2 separate regions of the Mus musculus genome follow, and region 1 is linked to region 2. The links are chromatin contacts, called in public Hi-C maps. All regions are on one chromosome and are shown on one strand. The core of a region is the stretch at or near the end of the contact, and the rest is flanking DNA. Distances in the headings are between cores, read along the strand shown.

The links. A called contact is a pair of places that touch in the nucleus more often than the background predicts.
Region 1: a Hi-C map of CD4 T cells shows a contact between it and region 2, with 3 times the contacts expected there. The contact joins two enhancer-like sites. A contact is called at or near these places in 1 of 39 promoter capture datasets (stem cell-derived epiblast-like cells), 1 of 484 Hi-C or Micro-C datasets (CD4 T cells) and 2 of 9 other capture datasets (adipose tissue and liver).

The regions. Positions count from the first base shown.
Region 1 is chr15:98,065,260-98,068,054 of GRCm38.p6, reverse strand. Senp1 (SUMO1/sentrin specific peptidase 1) reads left to right here. Exons shown (of 18, transcript NM_144851.5): 7 at 1,194-1,297; 8 at 1,380-1,651. Among named protein-coding and RNA genes, the nearest start is that of Gm25668, 3.1 kb to the left of the region's middle. Within about 2 kb of position 1,319, at least 23 of the 459 cell types and tissues checked have an H3K27ac peak or open chromatin away from gene starts, as enhancers often do.
Region 2 is chr15:97,747,182-97,749,881 of GRCm38.p6, reverse strand. Rapgef3 (Rap guanine nucleotide exchange factor (GEF) 3) reads left to right here. Exons shown (of 28, transcript NM_001177810.1): 22 at 141-231; 23 at 336-386; 24 at 1,212-1,299; 25 at 1,605-1,669; 26 at 2,605-2,659. Among named protein-coding and RNA genes, the nearest start is that of Gm33531, 7.5 kb to the right of the region's middle. Within about 2 kb of position 1,366, at least 29 of the 459 cell types and tissues checked have an H3K27ac peak or open chromatin away from gene starts, as enhancers often do.

The DNA.
Region 1 (2,795 bases), core at 70-2,569, 320 kb before region 2:
CCTTTTGTTTTAATCGTTTAGCTGTCAACTGTCAGGAGATTGGAGTGGTCATACTTCACAATTGAAATGTCTATGACAGTGCAGCAACAGTGAAAGGCTCGGGAAGGGAAACATTAGTGCCTGCTTACTTTCAGAATTGGTTACTTAGTTCATTCTGCTTTTACTAAGCCTTTACAATCACACAAAATGGTAGTGCTTCTATTGAATATGTCCTCTAATGCATTTTGTGAAAATGAGTGGCTGAGAAAAGCAAAGAAGCCGTGTCTGTTGGTGAGCCCAGCATGGCTGTGTGTAGAGTGGATGCTTGCACTTGCAGGAGGCCTTGTCTCCCTCCCTGTGACCTCCTTTTTTCTGCTCGTCCTTGATGTTAAGACTCCTGAGTGCACCAAGCACCTTCCTGTCTTAGGCTCGGTGTTTGTGTATACACAGCCTTCTACTCCCCATCTGCTTCCTCCCTTAGTTGAGGTTTCTGCTGAAAGGTCATCTTAGAGAGATTGTGCCTCTTCTTGCTCTTTGCCTCCATCACTTTTATCCCCCTTGTCCTTTAAGTTTCTTCATGCCATGAACAAGTTTTTGATTGACAGTCTTTGTAATAACTATAATATAAACTTCACAAAAGCTGGCAATTTATTTTATTCAGTTTGTGAGTCTCAAATGACTAGAGCACAGTAGATGTTCAGTTCAGTGAGTAAATTCTACAGATTATATGCTTTTTTTTTTTAAATACTAAATTGAGACTTAGAGAAAAATAAGTGAATGGTGGAGATAGAAGCCATCTTTAAAGAGTCCTTGCACCTGTGTAGAATAAGGAGCTGTTTGCAGGATACCTCTGATGGCAGTTGGCTGTATGCTTCTCTCCTCAGGACCTTTGTAATCAGCATCAGCACTCAAGGGGTTATTCAGCATTCTAATTTACAAGTCTTATTTTTGTACTCCTTATCATCTGAGTGATTAAATAATTGCTTCTGACTTTCTGGTTTCCTAGTCAATACCTTCTCAGCACTGTTAGCCCACCGTGGTTTTCCACAGCATGCTATCTCTGAAAGCTGAGTCTGCTTGTCATCTCCCACGCACAGTCATTAATGCATGATATTTCCCTATCTTCAGGACTGCTAGAGCTTTGGCAGAAAATCTGAGATCTACATGCCGATTTGAGAAGTGTGTTTAAGATCTTTTCTCTCTCTCCCTTACAGACAGTTCAAGAAGAAGAGAAGGAGATCTACAGACAGCTGCTGCAGATGGTCACAGGGAAGCAGTTCTGTGTAGCGAAACCCACCACACATTTTCCGTTACGCCTGTGAGTCACGAACGCATCTTTCGTATGAACGTAACTGTACAGTTTGCTACTTGATATTGAAACTGCACTCTTCTTTTACTAGGTCTCGGTGTCTTAGTTCCAATAAGAACTCTTTGAAAGACTCGCTGTTGAGAAACGGAAACTCTTGTGCATCTCATGTCATTGGTTCTGATACGTCATCCTCTGGATCTGCCAGCATTTTAACTGCACAGGAGCAGTTGTCCCACAGTGCACATTCCCTGTCATCTGGTACCCCAGATGTTGCCTTTGGATCCAAAGACTCTGATCCTCACCATCACCTCGCTGCACCTCATCAGCCAAATAGCTTACCAGCATCAAATACACAGTCCGAAGGTAAATAATACTAACAGCCAGGTAACTCTTCATTGGATCTGTTGTAGGCAAAACTGTAGTACATATAACTCAGTACATAATAGATTTTAATTGAATACATGTGATCCAGGTAGCTAAGCCGTGCTAACACCAAGCCCAGGTCAGATTCGTTCCTCTCTTCCCTCCTTTCTCTTCCCTCTCCCCCTCTCTTGCTCTTTAAAGGATGCTCCTTTCTCCTACGCACCCATGACTTGCTATACTATTTGATTTATTTCTAAAGGGCTCTTACTATGTATGTGCCCTGCCTGCTTGGCACTTGCTATGTGGTAGGCTGGCCTTGAACTCGTGCCAGTCCTCCCCAGAGAGCTGGGATTACAGGATCCTCTACCATGCTAGGCTAAATGTTTTAACTTCCTGAGAAGAGTCAAAGCTCACTCAGCCCAGCTGCTTCAGGGATTGCTTTTTGTTTCTCTTACTTTATAATGCACGTGGGAGGTTCTCTGCAGTTCTGTGGACTCTCAAACATTAATCAAGTATTTATCGTATACCCCTTAATTTTGATAGATGCTTCAAAATTCAGAGTTTAAAGACATTTTGGAAACGAGTCTCCTGCCTGACTTTGAGCTAACCCAAATACCTGGCCTAAGCCTTGGTGCTGGTAAAGACTCTGTGATGTAGTTAATCCTCATTTTTAAATATGTCTTCAGATTATAATGGAAAACAAGTTTTAAATTAAGTGATTAGATAGTAGGACTCTTTGGACATACACAGCACCTATCTCCTTTCTCAGTTCATTTGATTTTCTATTGTTATTTTCTATTATTATTACTATTACTATACTCACTGTCTGAAAATTTTTACTTGGGGATTCAACTTTTGGTGATATCACTATTTAACTACACATTATTTATATTACATTTTATGAAGTAATTTATTGAGAATACTCTTAATTTCCAAAAATCTAAAATTAAAAAATTCTTCAACCTCAGAAATACCTATCATGTAGTAGGATTCTGAGATGGAGCTAGACTGGAACAACGTGTGGCATAGCATTGGCCGTGCCCTAGTATAAGTGAGGGCGGAGTCCCAGCACTGGAGAAGGTCAGGAGCCCTGCCCTCAGTGAGTGTTCAGAGACACGGGGGAAAATCTGTACATCCATATGGG
Region 2 (2,700 bases), core at 117-2,616:
GCCTGCTGCGTTGCCCAATCTGCCTTCTTTTTGTTCTTGGGTTCCCAGAGCCTTTGCCTCTTACTTAACCCACCCACCCTACATCACTGGGGATTTGGCTGTTTCCTCTGAGGGTGTCTGGGTCTTGTGCTCACTCACAGCCTCAAGGAGCAGAAGAACCTCAACTCTTTCTTTGCGGTCATGTTTGGCCTCAGCAACTCGGCCATCAGCCGGCTGGCCCACACCTGGGAGGTGAGTATCCGGGATTCTGCCAAGGCCAGGCTTCTGCCCTCCTGGGAGACGTTAGGGGGCTCTCTCTTCCCAGCCGTGGCCCTTCACCTGTCTCACCTTCACAGCGCCTGCCCCATAAAGTACGGAAGCTGTACTCAGCCCTGGAAAGGTTGCTGGTGAGTATTGGACCCGTTTCCACCTTCCCTGGACCCTGGCTTGGGCCTTTCATGGCTTTTGGTGCCCACCTAGGGCCTGGATCCCTCTGGCCTGTGGTTGTGGGTGCTGGCTGAGGGTACTCAATATAGTGATAGGGGCTTGTGAACTATACTCTACCCTCTGCTATTCATGGAGAGGACATTTGCCCTGGATATGCGACCACAGCAGGCCCCCGGGGATGTCCTGGGTCTGAGTTTCAGGAGGAGTCAGAGGATACCAGGCTCTGGCTGCTCTGCCCAAGGGTTTGGGCTGAACTTGACAGCAAAGAGGTATTCCTTGAGGTAGTGAGCAGAAGACCTACTGTGTGTCATTGTGACCCATTGTGTATCAGGTAAGAGGGTGTCTGTCACTGGACCCTCCCGGACCCTTAAAGGGCTTGTGGACCAGACAAAAGGGCTTGTAAGACTAAAGTAAGGAATGAAACGGGAGTGGGAACTTTTTTGAAGGTTTTGTAGTGTTCCAGAGAGAAGAAAGCCAAGGTGTTTTCAGTCTTGGGTGTTCTCAAGAAAACTGGGTGTTCAGGGGAACACACCCACCGGAGAGATAGAGAGGCTGAGAGGTTTTCCTAGAAACCTGGGGCCCTCTGGGATTAATCACCATGAAGATTTCCTGGGGTCACTGGGAACTTAGAAAGCCAGGCCTCAGTGCTGTTTGGTCTACCACAGACCCTGCCTCGGTGAGCCTCCGTATGAGGGGAGGCTGGCTTGGAGTCTCTCGAGTGTGGCCTGGGTCTGTGGTGGGCCATCATATGCAGCCTCCATCAGGGCAGCCTTCTTTCCTCACAGGACCCTTCCTGGAACCACCGAGTGTACCGATTGGCTCTCACCAAGCTCTCCCCTCCTGTCATCCCCTTCATGCCCCTGCTGCTCAAAGGTAGGCCCCTTAACACTCTGTAGCAATGACAGCTGAAGGGCTGACACCCAGGGAGCGCTCAGCTCAATCAGAGGTTGACAAGCTGAAAGAAGTTAGGGCAGGAACACAGCAGGGCTGCGCCGAGGCTGTGGTAGATACCCCAGGAGATACCAGCGAGTTGCCATGGCTCCGAGGCTACTGCAGGCTAAGCGCAGTGTGACTGGGACAGGACCTAGGCTTCCGACGGTTGGCCCCTCAGCTTTCTTGGGATGCAGGAGGGGGAGGTGTTTGGGGACCTATTAGCAAAGAAAGTCCTCCCTTTGCAGACGTGACCTTCATCCATGAGGGGAACCACACACTGGTAGAGAACCTCATCAACTTTGAGAAGATGGTGAGTTCAGGAAAGTGGGCTCCCACCTCCAGTCTGGGTTGGCAGTGTGACAGCTGCCCAGGAAGGGGCAGGGGTGGGTTTCCACTGATAGAACCTGAGTCCAGGCATGCATGCAAGTAACCCCAGTAGTCAGGAGGCAGACTGGAGGATTCTATATTTAAGAACAGCCTGGGCTATAGAGAGACCTTGTTTTTGATTTTGGGGTTTTGTTTGTTTTTTGTTTTTTTGTTTTTGTTTTTTTGGGGGTGTTTGTTTGTTTGTTTGTTTGGTTTTTCCCGGGACAGGGTTTCTCTGTGTAGCCCTAGCTGTCCTGGAATTCACTCTGTAGACCATACTGGCCTCGAACTCAGAAATCCGTCTGCCTCTGCCTCCCAAGTGCTGGGATTCTTGTGTGCGCCCCCCCCCCTTTTTTTTTTTGGTTTGTTTTTTGTTTTAAAGTAGTTCCTGTCTCATTCTACTGCATGTGGGAGGGTCTGCCTTTAGGGCTACTAGATGATAGCCTCAAACATCACACTGTTCTGGGCTGGAGAGATGGCTCAGTGGTTAACAGCACTGACTGCTCTTGCAGAGGTCCTGAGTTCAATGCCCAGCTGGTTAATGGGGTCTGATGTCTTCTTCTGGAGTGTCTGAAGACAGTGACCACGTATATCATACAGATAAATATATATCATACAGATAAATAGATCTTATTTTTAAAAAATCATCACACTGTTCAATAAGAGCCCTTTCTACTCCTATCTCTAAGCCTTCCCCGATCCCTGTCTTCCAGCTGCTGCCCAGCTCCTATTGAGCACGTGGATGTGCCAGGTTGAAGCATTCATAACCCTGTCTTTTATAGACCCCTAGTCCCTATCAGAATGGTTCAAAGGGAGCTCCATATGCAGGGGACACCCTGGGCTGACAGGCCAGGTCTCATGACTTTGTGTTGTCCTCAGCGGATGATGGCCAGAGCGGTGCGGATGCTTCACCACTGCCGAAGTCACAGTACCGGTAAGAGATGCTCTCCTGGGCGACAGCCCCTCAGCATCCCC